Linked DNA regions of Mus musculus: regions 2, 3, 4 and 5 are each linked to region 1. Evidence: chromatin contacts called from public HiChIP or PLAC-seq and promoter capture Hi-C data. All regions are on one chromosome and are shown on one strand. The core of a region is the stretch at or near the end of the contact, and the rest is flanking DNA. Distances in the headings are between cores, read along the strand shown. Region 1 has its middle 38 kb from the start of 1700129C05Rik. Region 2 holds the start of 3110083C13Rik (RIKEN cDNA 3110083C13 gene). Region 3 holds the start of Mrpl57 (mitochondrial ribosomal protein L57). Region 4 overlaps Gm52140. Region 5 holds the start of Sap18 (Sin3-associated polypeptide 18).

Region 1 (2,700 bases), core at 90-2,589:
CATTAATGGTATCAGGGATTGGTGCTTACATCATAGGATGAGTCTACAAGTCATCAGACCTGTATAAAGGGAAGTGGGTATGGAAGTAAAATAAATGTGTGTATATGGAAATATCTGTGTTTGGTGTGGTTTTCACACAAGATAGATCAGAAGGGGGTGATAAACCCAGAAAGAAATCTGCGGGTATATTTAGTCAAGAAAATGGTGTCCTGAATCTCATCAGATATGGACAACGGGAGGTACATAAGGGGAAACTGATAAATATGACTCACCACTAAAGTGCTTTTAGGCTGGCAATGCAGCTCGGAAAACAAGGTGTTCCCAGCATGTGCCTGCCTCTGGGTTTATACCTCAGCACCAGAAAAAATAAATGTAAGCTGTTATATGAATATAGTTAAGAGTATGCATCATTTTATGCTGTCTTTAATAAACATGCGATGCCTACAAGTAAGATGCACGGCCCTCGGGAACAGTGAAAACATGAATTCCATCAAGTCAGGCTGTGACTTTCCATGAGAAGAGTTAGTAAATAGCTGGTACAGGTGTAACCCTAGATATTCAGGCCTCTAAACTAGGAAGACCACAAGCCCAAGATCAGTCTTGGCAGCTTGGGAAGACCCTGTCTCTAAATGAAATCAGAAGGGTAGGCAATGCGGGTAAAAAGTCTAGCACTTGCCTAATGTGAGCCCTGGATTCAACCTCAATGGTCTTTACAGCATTGTAGATGACCTAAAGTTGCTTAGCATCAGAACTGAGTGCATTTCTCTTTGAGATTACACTTAAATCTAACGAGAAAAAATTCACAGAAGCACCATTTTGGTCACCCTCTGGTCTCTGGATGAAAACAGTTGAGGTGAAATAAAATGTCCCTGCTGACTAGGAGCAGTGTCCTTCTCCAGGGGAGCGTTGCCAGGACCCATACACTGCCAGCCGTCCTCCTCTGTGCAGCAAAACACCCTGCTAAAGTTGACCGCCTTTGAAAGGTTTGCTTTATTGCAAATCGTAGCCCAGCTGCGGAGCCAGAAGAAGCTTGAGGCCGTGACCCCGCATACCTGGGATTTTTTCACTGAGATGGGGAACAAAGGATGTTTTTCTCTAACTCAGGGATGATTAGATTATTTTTTTTCCATTTTCATTAGCAGGTCTATCTGTATCTTTCTCCATCCTCTCTCACTCCTTGTTCAACTATTTGAGTTTGTCTATCACTAAACTTGTAACATAGTCCTTGCAAAGGCTTCAAAGTGATGTTCGAAATGGAAGATAAAAGGCTTCAGACCCTGTCAGAGTGGAGGACAACCACAGTAAACGGACAAGGAAGACAGGAGCCCACGGTAGCTGGGCATACAGAACCTCTTTGCTAGCAGAGGCCACAGCACCATAAGCAAACCTTTGTTACTCTGTCTGTGAGCTCAAGGATGGCCCCTCCCCCTGAAGATCATGGAGTCGGCTGGGAGGTTTACTCTAAATCGCTGACACCACTGGATGGAAAAAGACCTGTCCAAGTCTTGATCTCTTTAGCTCAGTGTAGGTGAAGTCCAGCTCACCCATCCATCAAAGCACCAGAATGTGTGCCCAGTAAATACCCACTCTGTGCCAAAGAGAAGAAAAACCGTTCATGGACTGCCCAGGACAAGCCAAGTCTCCCACCTCCCAAGGGTCCTCACCAGACAATGGAGAGGGCACACAGCAAGTGAGCAAAAGACAAATGGTGCTTTTATCTAGCATATCCCCTCCTGTTTGCAAAGTTTATGTTAAAGCCACTTAACTGTCAGGAGCACAGCCTGGAGGATTACCTGTTGGCTTAAACCAAGGTCATTGCGCGATCACGTGACCTGGAGAAGGACGAGCGAGGGAACTGTGTAAGGATGGTTTTGTTCTCTCCACATCCTCGCCAGCACCTGCTGTCACCTGAATTTTTGATCCTAGCCATTCTGACTGGTGTGAGGTGGAATCTCAGGGTTGTTTTGATTTGCATTTCCCTCATGATTATGGATGTTGAACATTTTTTCAAGTGCTTCTCAGCCCTTCAGCACTCCGCAGTTGAGAATTCTTTGTTTATATCTGTACCCCATTTTTAATGGGGTTATGAGAATTTCTGGAGTTCAGCTTCTTGAGCTCTTTGTATATATTGGATATCAGTCCCCTATTAGATTTAGGATTGGTAAAACTTCTTTCCCAATCTGTTGGTGACCTTTTTGTCTTATTGACAGTATCTTTTGCCTTACAGAAGCTTTGCAATTTTATGAGGTCCCATTTGTCCATTCTTGATCTTACAGCACAAGCCATTGCTGTTCTGTTTAGGAATTTTCCCCCTGTGCCCATATCTTCGAGGCTTTTCCCCACTTTCTCCTCTATAAGTTTCACTGTCTCTGGTTTTATGTGGAGTTGTTTGATCCACTTAGACTTGAGCTTTGTACAAGGAGATAAGAATGTATCAATTTGCATTCTTCTACATGATAACCTCCAGTTGTGCCAGCACCATTTGTTGAAAATGCTATCTTTTTTCCACTGGATGGTTTTAGCATTTCTGGTGGGATTGCAAGCTTGTACAAACACTCTGGAAATCAGTCTGGCAGTTCCTCAGAAAATTGGACATAGTACTACCAGAAGATCCAGAAATACCTCTCCTGGGCATATACCCAGAAGGTGTTCCTTCCAACTGGTAATAAGGACACATGCTCCACTATGTTCATAGCAGCT
Region 2 (2,700 bases), core at 68-2,567, 1.1 Mb before region 1:
GTTGGGGCTGGAGAGATGGCTCAGTGGTTAAGGGCTCTTGCTGCTCTTATAGAGGGCCCAGGTTCAGTTCCCAGCACTCTTGTGGTCCCTTAGGATCACCTGTAACTCTAGTTCTAGGGGCCCAATGCAAGCTTATGGCATTTGGGCATCAGGTCTGCATTCAGTGTACACACATACACGCAGGCAAAACACTCATACATATAAAATGAAAACAAATCACAGAAAACATTAAAAAGTAGTCTATAATGCTTGTGTAGCTTTTTCCACCTCTGATGTGGTGTGAGGTTGGAGTCAATGTTTGTATAAACTGTTCAATAATCAAACAGTTACCAACCTTTAATCTGTAAGGTATGCTTTTCTTTTTGTTGTATTTTAATGCTTGAGTTTTCCCACTAGAACTAGGTAACAGAAACCTAGCAAATAAGGAAAATAAAAAACTGCTTTTAATTTTAAAAACCCTAAAACCCAAAACACTGAAATGCCTCTCTCTATAAAAATCTTAGAGAGTACATTCAAACTTTCCAAGGTTTTACAAGACCGGGTTCATCTTGAAGTAGGGTACTTAACATTTGCATCCTGACAGCTCAGGTTTAGGAAAACTTGTTTTGCCGCGTAGGCGGGGTCCACTAAAACATTACGGTTTCGACTTATGTAACAGCTGTCATTGGAATTGATAAAATCTGCAACTATCAGCTGTTTAACTTTTAGAGTTGATATTCTCTAGACTGGGGGGGTGTGTGGCTCACACAGTAGGTCGACGCCACCCTTTTCAACAAAGAAGCGACCAGGGAACTCTTTAACGATGCAGGCTAACTAAGGGGTGCCCAGCCCCCGCAAACGTCAAGGACCCTTCTCCATCCACCAGGTGGGCAGAGGCGTGCCCCAGCCACGCCCACACGCATCCCGGGCGGGGCCTCCCGCCGCCTCCTCCCGGAACCCCCCAGGCCCTCCAGGCTCGTGCCAGGCGCCTAGGGTCTCCTGTGCCTCCGCCCCCCTCCCAGGGGTGCCTGAGGGCGGGGCCGGGCTGAGCCGTACCTGCGCCGACACCGTTCGGGAGCCCTCGCGCGCGGCTGCTTTCACGCGGCCGTGATGCCATGCCGCTCCTGCGCCTGCCAGGGCTACCCCGGCCACAGCCGCTGCGAGAGGGCCGCGAGTCGGCACAGCTCGTCGGCCGGCCGCGAGCCCGCGCCGCAGCCTTCCGCCCCAGGCCGCCAGCCAAGCGCTTCTTCCCGCAGCCGCCGCCATCTTTGCGGAAGCGCCCGAGCGTCGCGCCCCGCCCTCACCGTCTGTTGCCCGAGAACAGAGTTGGGCTCTCGCGAGAGCTCATCACCCTCCACCGTGCTCTGCGCGTGTGTTGCTAGGTGTGGCTGCTTCCTCGACGTTCAAGCGTGGTTTTGAGGTGACCCTCGGCTCCGGTGACAGTTTCCAAGGCAAAGGACATGAGTTAGCTGGTTAACTGTCCTAACAGGTCAGGTCACCACTGTGGGCCAAGAAGGGGCTGCAGGGATGGCTCAGGGGTGAAGGGTGCTTGCTGCCCTTCCAGAGCACCACAGCTGGATTCCGGAGACTTAAGGCCACAGATAAGTCCAGCTCCAGGGCATCCAGCGCCCCCTTCTGGTCTCTACCCCCCCCCCCCCATGAAATTAGACTAAAGGAAGGGTAATAGATTCTGGGTGGAATATATTGGACAAACTAGATTAAGAATAGGGACTAAGAAGGGTGTTGATGATAAATGCGGAATCAAATTAGATTTAGCATGGTTTTTCAGTCGATAGACTTAAACATAGCATCTTTAGCTCTCTCGGGAAAGCCTATGTCAGTCGTAAGTGGGCACATTTAGAGCTGGAGAGGGAAACACTTCTAACAGTAAGCGGCAGAGGGTGCTGGGTATAACCACTGTGGGTGTTGATGCAACAGTAGAATTTCATCCTCAAAGAGGCTAGGGTAAGGGGCTGAAAATATTGACGATATTATATTTGCCCCAAATGTCACATGTCTGATTATAGTGAGTCACTTGAGACAGTTGGTTCAGTGGATAAAGGCACTTCATGCCAAGCCTGCCTACCTGAGTTAGAAGTCAGAGAAGAGAGTCCTATAAGTTGTTTTCTGACCTCTGGTCTGCGCAGTGAGTTCCAGGCCACCCATAACTACATAGTGAAATCCTGTGTCAAAAGGAAAAAAGGAAAGAATATGTGTACATGCTCACCCTTACAGATCTCCGTTTTTTATAGCTAAATGCCCTTTATATTTATTTATCAAGACTCATTTTTTATGTGTATGCCTCTGTGTATTTATGCCACATATGGGTGGGTGCCCCCAGAGTCCAGAAGAGGGTGTTGTAGCTGGAGATAGAGGCAGTTGTGATCAGCCTGATATGGGTGCTGAGAATGGACCTCTGGTGCTCTGGTAGAGCAGAGAACACTCTTAACTGATGAGCTGTCTACTCAGCCCCTAAAATTTGGTGTTTGAATGAAGTAAAATGTACAGGACGTTAGCATTTTGACAACATTTGCATGTACAGGTCAGTGCTGTCAGGCCCTATGCATGGCATTTAGCAACAGCCATTATTTTTCTTTGGATTTTTTTTTTTTTTTTGTAATCTTTCAAAGCTGGCCAACACTTTTCAAGGGCCTATCTCTGTTTGTCTGCTCCTCCCGAGCGCCTGGTCTTTCATTTCTGTTAAACAATATCTGATCCAGA
Region 3 (2,700 bases), core at 24-2,523, 1.3 Mb before region 1:
TGGCCTCAAACTCAGAGATCTGCCAGCCTATGCCTTCTAGAGTGCTGGGATTAAAGGCAAGTGCCACTACATTCGACCTACTGGGTGCGAGACAGATTACATTTATGACATTTTATGATAATCTCAAAATCTGAACTACTTTTGCATCGATTTTTTTTCTTTTTTTTCTTTCTTTCTTTTTTTTTTTTTTTTTGGACAGGGTCTCACTAAGCCTGGTTGATTGGTCAGGTGCTAGCCTGGAACTCGCAAAAATCTACCTCCTTCAGCTTCTTGAGTGTTGGGATTCATGGCGGACGCCACTCCGTGACCTTGCAACTTTTTAAAAAAATCTCAGGCTGGGCTTGGTGGCGCACACCTTTAATCCCAGCACTCGGGAGGCAGAGGCAGGCGGATTTCCGAGTTCGAGGCCAGCCTGGTCTACAAAGTGAGGTCCAGGACAGCCAGGGCTACACAGAGAAACCCTGTCTCGAAAAAAAAAAAAAAGAAAAAAGAAAAAAGAAAAAAATCTCTAGTACAAGTTAGAAATGATGTTTAATTTTATTATTAAAAAATAAAACAAGAGGCGGGAGAGATGGCTCAGTGGCTAAGAATACTGGCTCCAATTCTGGAGGTCCTAAGTTCAATTCCCAGCAACTACAAGGTGGCTCACGACCATGTATAATGGGATCTGCTGCCCTTTTCTGTCGTGCCTGCATCCACGCAAATAGAGCATTCATATACATATATAAACAAATCTTAAAACAAACAAAAAAACAGCAGTGCCGAGTATTTGTACTTCAAATAGAGTGTTAGTGGAGAAAATGCAGATGCTTGCTTCAATAGGGGCCCATTCGAGTGAGACGAAATGACTTTACACGTACAGAAAACAGGGTTTTAGTGCGTCTTAATACAGTTGCCACTGGATGTTGTTAACAAACACCCAACCACCCGCTCGCCTGCGGCCACAAGGAGAATTTGTCCGCACAGTTTCCATCACAGATCAGCTACGCCCCTTGGACGACACCGCCCGCTGAGAACCGCACTCTCCCGCCCGCGCCCACTCACCGCTGTCCTCGCCGTCCAGCGCTCTCAGCAGCCGGGCCGTCTCGCTGTCCAGCGTGGTGGCCAGACCCCGCAGCTTACAGTGGAAACTCTGGATGGGGTTCATGCTGAGGGCCGCCGAGCCGACTGCTGACCTCCAGTCCCCTCGAACGAACGCGCTACACATTTGAATCCTGCGCAGGCGCAGAAGGCGTCTCTCGCGAGAGCGGAACTCTAGCATCAGGGCCCCAGAGAGACCGGAAGCAGCGCGCCGCCGCATCGGTCGGGGGACGCGGAGCGCCGAGGGGAGCGTGTCCCGGGCCGGTTGGTACGCGAGGTGGGTTTTCGGGGAGCCCCCACCCCCATATCCTGCAGTGTAGTCGGCTCCCGGCCACTCACTTCCGGCGAGAGGCCGAGCGTGCTCTGGATTCGGCCGCGGGATGTGGGCGCAAGCTTGGCACGCCGGTTGCTCGCTTCCCGGGTCCGGGGCTCAGCGACCGCGGCTTTCGTGTCATTTCCTCAGGAGGCACCATGTTCCTCACCGCTGTCCTCCTCCGCGGCCGCATTCCGGGCAGGCAGTGGATCGGGAAGCACCGGCGGCCGCGTACCGTGTCTTTCCAAGCGAAGGAGAGCATGATCCGTCGCCTGGAGGTGGAGGCCGAGAACCACTACTGGCTCAGCATGCCCTACATGACAGCAGAGCAGGAGTGCGGCCACGCCGCGGAGCGACGGGCCCAGGCTTTTGAAGCCATCAAGGCAGCGGCCACTTCCAAGTTCCCTAAGCATAGATACATTGCAGACCAGCTAGACCATCTCAACATCTCGAAGAAATGGTCCTAACCCTTCAAGATTATGGATACCGGACTGCTCTATCCTTACTTGGTCCTGGAGCTGAGAAAATGTAATTTATGTACCAGTGTGACCCCTTCGACCAGTATCTTATTAAAGCAAACATGATTGATTAATAGTTGTCTCATACGGAATACTTGGGACCCTACCTAGGCGTTTGTTTCACACCTGTAATCCCAACATTAAGAGGTGGAGGCAGGAAAATCTTTGCTGATGTAGTTAGTAAGACCTAGACTCAGAAGGCCAAAAGAGACTGTTTGAGGCTCCATATGTGCATAATCGGTCTATTTTCAGGGTTGTTTTTTATTTTTTCTGGCCTAAAGCTTGCAGCAGCCCTCCCTGTGCCTAGCTACTGGAATTACAGGCATGGTTCCCTGCCCTTCTGTAAAATGTGGGGTTTTTTTTTTTTTTGTTTGTCTCACTATATAGCCATAGAACTTGCTGTATAGGCTAGGCTGGCCTTGACCTCCGAGATCTACTGGCCTCTGCCTCCCAAGTGCTGTGACTAAAGGCAAGTGCCACCATACCTTGCACCTTTTAGATTTAAATGCTGTAAAACTACAAACTGATGAGTCTTAAGGCTGAGGTACTTGGCTAGAGCTTTGTTGTACAAGGGGTGTTTTCTTACTTTCTGTCTAGGATAGCCATTCTCAACCTGTTGGGCATGACCCCTTGTGGTGGTTGCAGAACCCTTTCATGAGGCTGAGTATCAGAGATTTGTATTATGATAACAGCAAAATTACAGTTGTGAAGTAACAATGAAAATAATGTTATGGTTGGAGTCACCACAACATGAGGAACTGTATTAAAGAGTGTAAGGGAGGTTGAGAA
Region 4 (2,700 bases), core at 161-2,660, 1.4 Mb before region 1:
GGAGGATCTCTGTGAGTTCAAGACCACCTTGGTCTACAGAGTGATTTCCAGGCCAGTGAGGCCGTACCTAAATAATAACAAAAACAAAACCACAAAACAGGCCAGGGAGGTGGCACAGTGGTAAAGAGCAATGGCTGCTCTTCCAGGGAACCTACCCACCTGATGGATGGCTCACAACTGGCTGTAACTCCAGTTCTGGGGGATCTGGTACTAACCTCTGGTCTCTTCAGGCACCAGACACAGAAGAGGTGCACAGACATACATAAGAGAAAACATTGGAAAAAGCAAAAAACAAAAAATGACCAGGCCAGGTTTGGTGGAACATGCCTTTAATCCCAGCACTTGGGAGGCACAGGCAGGTGGTCATTGTGATTTTTGGGCCAGCTTGGCCTGCATAGTGAGCTCCAGGCCAGTTAAGGTTACATAGAAAGATCTAGTCTCAGAAACAAACGACAAAAACATAAAACAATGAAGTAGTATCTCTGGCCCAATCTGGTGTCAAACTTCTGGGCCCAAACAGCTTGTCTCAGTCTCCTGAATACTGGAGCTACTTGCTGGTAGAAGCAGCTGGCTCAGTAAAACCATCTGTTTATTCATTTATTTTTGGGAGGGGATCTCATGTAGGTGAGCCTGAACTCTTCTCCCTCAAACCCCCTTGCCTGTGCTTGCTGGTCTATAGGTGTGTGCTGTGCCACACCTGCTAAAAGTTTTAACGTACTATTTTGTATCACATATTGGTAAACTTTATGAAGAATAAGTCCAAGGCTTTTGTTTTATCACAATCGATTTCTGTAACAAAATAAACACGTCCGAGTCACTTGGGAGGAAGCAGACAACCTAAATCTACCAAAAAGATTTAACTGTATAATTAATCGACTGTAAAGGAACCGGTTCCGTGATCTATTCTTAACTCCGAATGTAAGGAGAACTGTGAATGAGCTGCTGTTTGGGTTGCTCACTGTTACTTTAAGTGGTTTTGCTTTATCTACCAGATACCAGATCAGAAAAAGAAAAATGAAGTGTGTTATCATTAGATGCTCGAAAAACATGGCCAGAAGAAAGCCAGGAGGAGACCGTGATAAGTCGACTCCAGGGCAGAAGTGGAAGCAGGCCTGTGAGGCCCTGGCTGCCAGATTCCGAAGCAAAAGGAAGCAGTTGCTGCAAACTGTATTTGATTATGGATAATGGAAGGCCAAGAAGAGTTGGAACCAGGCGGGGTGAATGCCCCAGAACTAATCCCTTTCCAAAGGACAGAAGTGAGAGAAAGGATCAGAATTTGAAATAAAGCTACTTAGAAAGGGAAAGGGGCTGAAACAAAGTCAGGAGGAAAGTTGGTATTTAAGGCATGCAGAGAATGGACTCTGAAAGAGTAGGCAGGATGTTGGAGCAGCGGGGATATAAACAGACTGGATAGAAGAGATGACATAGCTCTGTGGTTAAGTACCGTCAAATTAAAAGCTAACGAGGCGGTAGTGTATGCCCTAGCTACTCAAGCTGCTAAGGCAAGAAGATTCCTTGAGCACAAAAATTCACACACACACACACACACACACACACACACACACAAAGGTCTGGGTAATGGAGACCCTGAATAAACAAACAGACCACAACCACCACCATCAGCTACAAAGCTGGACACAGTGGGGCACACCTGTAATCCCAGCACTTAGAGAGCAGAGGTATGAGAACCAGGAGTTAAGGTCAGCCTTAACTCCTGCCTAGCCTGGGCTACAAGAGAGCCTGTCTAAAAAACACAAAACGAAGCACAAAACAAACAACTTTTGGGGGGGGTTGTTTTTGTTTTTTTGTTGTTGTTTGTTTGTTTTTGTTTTTTTGGTTTCTTTCGAGACAGGGTTTCTCTGTATAGTCCTGGCTGTCCTGGAACTCACTTTGTAGACCAGGCTGGCCTCGAACTCAGAAATCCACTTGCCTCTGCCTCTCTGCCTCTCTGCCTCTCTGCCTCTCTGCCTCTCTGCCTCTCTGCCTCCCAGGTGCTGGAATTAAAGGCAAGTGCCACCACTGCCCGGCAACAAACAACTTTTTAAAAAACCCTATCACCTGAAGCGAAGAGGAGGGAGCAGGGCCCCCAGTGCCTCCGGCATGCCTTTTTCCCAGCTGATGGGAAGTGAACCAAGCTCGTCCATACATCTGCCATGACGTACTTGTTGTGCTACACTAAGGACCAATTGAGTGAACCCTCTGGGACTCCCTGTAGTACTCTTCCTTCTTGTTTCTCTCTGTGTGGCACACAGTACTGCTTCTCACCGCACTTCTTTCTTTATGATTATTCCATGTAGGCCTAGATCTTCCCATAAAGGGTATGTTCTGTGAAGACAGGGTGTGTTTGCTCTTCACCAAGATGCTCCATCTCCACACAGAGCCCAAAACTCACAAAATAGGTCATTCTCGGCTAAGTGGAAATGTACTTCTAACATAAGCAGAGTCAGATGTACTGATAAACATCTGAGGCTCCAGGTCAGTCCCAAAATCACGGAGACCAGTTAGTGCCACAACTGCTGTGTCGCTGAGCTGCCGTGTTTGCTGACTTGGGATAGTAAATGCACTTGCCACTTCCTGGTACTTTCAGCTCCTGGTGGTTTTGGGGACATCATCCCATCACATGTTAAGATCATCTGTGCCGGGGGCTGGTGAGATGGCTCAGTGGGTAAGAGCACCCGACTGCTCTTCCGAAGGTCCGTA
Region 5 (2,700 bases), core at 144-2,643, 1.3 Mb before region 1:
TGTGTGTATGGGTGTTTTGACTGTTTTCATGTCTGTGCACCACATGCATGCAGTGCCCAAAGGAAGCCAGAAGAGGACATCAGAGCCTCTGGAACTGGAGTTACAGGTGTTTTGAATTGTAGCCTGGTCCTCTGTAAGAACCTCAAGTGAAGAGCATTCTCATAATGTCTCTGGATATACTCCTAGCAAAGATTTTCTCTAGAGTCTATCAGCAAGAAGGGGTTGTAAGGACTAGAGGATGACTAGCAAGGAACCCTAAAGAATCCAAAGTGTGTGCCAGCTTGCCTTCTCACCGGAGTTCAGAAGTGCCAAGGCCAACAGCTGCTACTGGCAGTGTCTAATTTTTGCAGATATACTACATCCGATTTGTTTGTAAAGCAATCTATTAAAAGCAGTCACCAGATCTTTAACGAACTCTCTGGGTTAGCAGTGACATTCCGAACCTTACATGCTTACTGTCTAGATTTCATTTTTAAAGCAACTGCTTTAAAATGGAGCTATGGGGTTTATGTTTTAGTATCTATAGCATATTGTGAAGGTTTCTTTCTTCCTTCCTTCCTTCCTTTCTATCTTTCCTTCTTTCTCTCTCTCTCTCTCTCTCTCTCTCTCTCTCTCTTTCTTTCTTTCTTTCTTTCTTTCTTTCTTTCTTTCTTTCTTTTTCTGAGACAGGGTTTCTCTGTGTAGCCCTGACTGTCCTGGAACTCACTCTGTAGACCAGGCTGGCCTCAAATGCAGAAGTCAGCCTGCCTCTGCCTCCCAAGTACTGGGATTAAAGGAGTGCGCCACCACTGGCCGGCATGAAGGTTTTTTCAATCAGTCTTTCTCACTGATACTTTTGTAGTTTTTGTTTTGAAACAGGCTCTCTCCACATAGCCCTGACTGTCCTGACACTCTGAAGACCAGGTGAAGGTATGCATCACCATGCCGCTGGATTTGCCTCTCTTGAATTTTGCGTGACATAAAAAGAGCCTATTTCATTCATAGCCCCTAAACAGACAGCTTTACCCCATCATCTACAGAAAAGGTATCATTTCGCTGGCCTTGCAGTACCTTTCTGCACTGGGGGTCCATATTAACCAGTTCAGTCGGTTTATCATCACTATGACTACCTGGTTCATATTTTTACATGTCATGTGAATTTTCTTAAGTTTTTCGTGATCGCTACACATTTTCATCACTACGCATGAAAATATTACGTTAAGCTGACCTGGGCAGTGAGCACGTAAGAAAACAACTAAGAACGATCAAGACGCCTGTAGAGCACTGCGCATGCGTGTGCCCCACCCCTCTCCCCAAGGCAACACGTACGCGCGCGCGTGCGTGCGTGTGCACCCACACATACGGAAATACGCCTGCGCCATGCGATGCCCCGCCTTGCCACTCGTTTCCTATAAAACCTCGTGCCTTTCCTCGCGAGAGACGACTAGCTCATGCTCGCCGCAGGGGTCGGAGGTCAGGGCGAGCGTCTCCCGGGCCGAAGGAGGAAGATGGCGGTGGAGTCGCGCGTTACCCAGGAGGAAATTAAGAAGGAGCCGGAGAAGCCGATCGACCGCGAGAAGGTGCGGGTTGCGGGCGGCTGCGGGGCAGAGGTGGCAGCAGCGGCGAGCTGGCGGGAGGGCGGGCGCGGCCTGCGGACGGGTGGGCGGGCAGGCCAAATGGCGCGCCCGAGGCTGACTCCCTGCTTCTCCGCAGACCTGCCCGCTCCTGCTGCGGGTCTTCACCACCAACAACGGCCGCCACCACCGAATGGACGAGTTCTCCCGCGGGAACGTGCCTTCGAGCGAGCTGCAGATCTACACCTGGTGAGCCGCGCGGGACCCGGGCCTGGCGGGCTGCGTCCTCGGGGACAGCCAGGGCGGGCTCGCCCGCCGTGTGACGCCTTTCGGGAGTGGGGATGAAACGTTAGGTCAGAGTGAACTGACCGGCGTCGCTCTCGCCGTGTGGCCGCCCGGTACAAAAGGATACGTAGGTAGCTTACGGTGCGGTAGGATAAGATGGTAGAGGACGGGGAGGGAGATGGCTGTTGAGTGAACCGTGTTCGCAGAGTGGAGGCAATGGGAAGCCTCGAGCCACGCAGCACCAAGATATTAAAAAGCACCATCAACACCGAGCCCTTTCTGCCCCGGCCCTTGGTGTCAAAGCGTTTGGTGTTTGCACGGTGAGGACGGCTGTCCCAAGTGTTTCATCTCCGAGTACCTGCCTTGCTCAGGACCCACGCAGCTAGGACCGTTACAGGCTTGTCCTTTGGATTGTGTCAGGTTGACACTGTAATAGCTTTGGAAAAGCAGCAAAGGCGAATTTTAATACATTTTTGTTGCGGTGGTAAGATACACCACAAAAGAGTCCCTTTCTCGGGAAAACAGACAAACAACCCCCCATCCCCCCACCCCCATCCAAAACACGAGCTAGTGATTGAATTTATAAGGGAAAACTACTGAGTAGCGGCTGAATTTAAGCCACTCTCCACATACTAAAATTCCGTGTCCCCCAACAAATGAATTTTCCAGCTTGCCCGGACTTTGCTTAAGTGCTGCTTTTCTATTCCGTGAGCCCAGCTTTCTAAAGAGGGTTATCTCTCTGTTATCTGTAGAGATTGTTCCAGAACCACATGGATATCAAAATCTTGGAATAATCAAGTTTTTCACTTTAAAAATGTAGTGTTTACTGTACACACCTTTCAGCATATGCTCTTGAGACTTT

Evidence for each region. Promoter capture Hi-C pulls out the DNA fragments that hold promoters and counts their contacts. HiChIP or PLAC-seq counts read pairs in DNA pulled down with a chosen protein or histone mark.
Region 2: a promoter capture Hi-C map of hippocampal neurons shows a contact between it and region 1, with 11 times the contacts expected there. The contact joins the promoter of 3110083C13Rik here to the enhancer-like site in region 1. A contact is called at or near these places in 10 of 39 promoter capture datasets (the 3T3-L1 cell line, 3T3-L1-derived adipocytes, cranial neural crest and 6 more), 1 of 115 datasets of contacts at active chromatin or transcription factors (embryonic stem cells) and 1 of 9 other capture datasets (liver).
Region 3: a promoter capture Hi-C map of hippocampal neurons shows a contact between it and region 1, with 8 times the contacts expected there. The contact joins the promoter of Mrpl57 here to the enhancer-like site in region 1. A contact is called at or near these places in 11 of 39 promoter capture datasets (the 3T3-L1 cell line, 3T3-L1-derived adipocytes, the C10 cell line and 6 more), 3 of 484 Hi-C or Micro-C datasets (cortical neurons, myocytes and stem cell-derived neural stem cells), 6 of 115 datasets of contacts at active chromatin or transcription factors (astrocytes, craniofacial prominence, embryonic forebrain and 3 more) and 1 of 9 other capture datasets (pancreatic islet).
Region 4: a contact with region 1 is called in a promoter capture Hi-C map of cranial neural crest. The contact joins two enhancer-like sites. A contact is called at or near these places in 6 of 39 promoter capture datasets (cranial neural crest, embryonic stem cells, hippocampal neurons and 2 more) and 1 of 484 Hi-C or Micro-C datasets (cortical neurons).
Region 5: a contact with region 1 is called in an H3K4me3 HiChIP or PLAC-seq map of stem cell-derived neural progenitor cells, with 7 times the contacts expected there. The contact joins the promoter of Sap18 here to the enhancer-like site in region 1. A contact is called at or near these places in 4 of 39 promoter capture datasets (cranial neural crest, hippocampal neurons, liver and 1 more), 8 of 484 Hi-C or Micro-C datasets (the HL-1 cell line, the P5424 cell line, adipose-derived mesenchymal stem cells and 4 more) and 4 of 115 datasets of contacts at active chromatin or transcription factors (embryonic forebrain, embryonic limb bud, forebrain and 1 more).

The regions. Positions count from the first base shown.
Region 1 is chr14:59,103,167-59,105,866 of GRCm38.p6, forward strand. No RefSeq gene overlaps it. Among named protein-coding and RNA genes, the nearest start is that of 1700129C05Rik, 38 kb to the right of the region's middle. Within about 2 kb of position 1,340, at least 17 of the 459 cell types and tissues checked have an H3K27ac peak or open chromatin away from gene starts, as enhancers often do. A contact at or near this core is called in stem cell-derived neural progenitor cells, where this site is marked.
Region 2 is chr14:57,997,995-58,000,694 of GRCm38.p6, forward strand. 3110083C13Rik (RIKEN cDNA 3110083C13 gene) reads left to right here and starts at 1,318. Exons shown (of 2, transcript NR_166770.1): 1 at 1,318-1,468. Micu2 (mitochondrial calcium uptake 2) reads right to left here and starts at 1,268. Exons shown (of 12, transcript NM_028643.3): 1 at 1,036-1,268. The coding sequence starts at 1,245.
Region 3 is chr14:57,824,966-57,827,665 of GRCm38.p6, forward strand. It overlaps Mrpl57 (mitochondrial ribosomal protein L57), which reads left to right and starts at 1,274. Exons shown (of 2, transcript NM_026401.2): 1 at 1,274-1,357; 2 at 1,544-2,700. The coding sequence starts at 1,552. The coding sequence ends at 1,860. It overlaps Ska3 (spindle and kinetochore associated complex subunit 3), which reads right to left and starts at 1,198. Exons shown (of 9, transcript NM_198605.3): 1 at 1,045-1,198. The coding sequence starts at 1,147.
Region 4 is chr14:57,752,426-57,755,125 of GRCm38.p6, forward strand. Gm52140 reads left to right here. Exons shown (of 3, transcript XM_030248241.1): 3 at 993-1,768. Among named protein-coding and RNA genes, the nearest start is that of Lats2, 7.7 kb to the left of the region's middle. Within about 2 kb of position 1,411, at least 65 of the 459 cell types and tissues checked have an H3K27ac peak or open chromatin away from gene starts, as enhancers often do.
Region 5 is chr14:57,796,796-57,799,495 of GRCm38.p6, forward strand. Sap18 (Sin3-associated polypeptide 18) reads left to right here and starts at 1,394. Exons shown (of 4, transcript NM_009119.3): 1 at 1,394-1,559; 2 at 1,693-1,802. The coding sequence starts at 1,431. Mir3077 (microRNA 3077) reads left to right here and starts at 1,629; the gene lies at 1,629-1,692.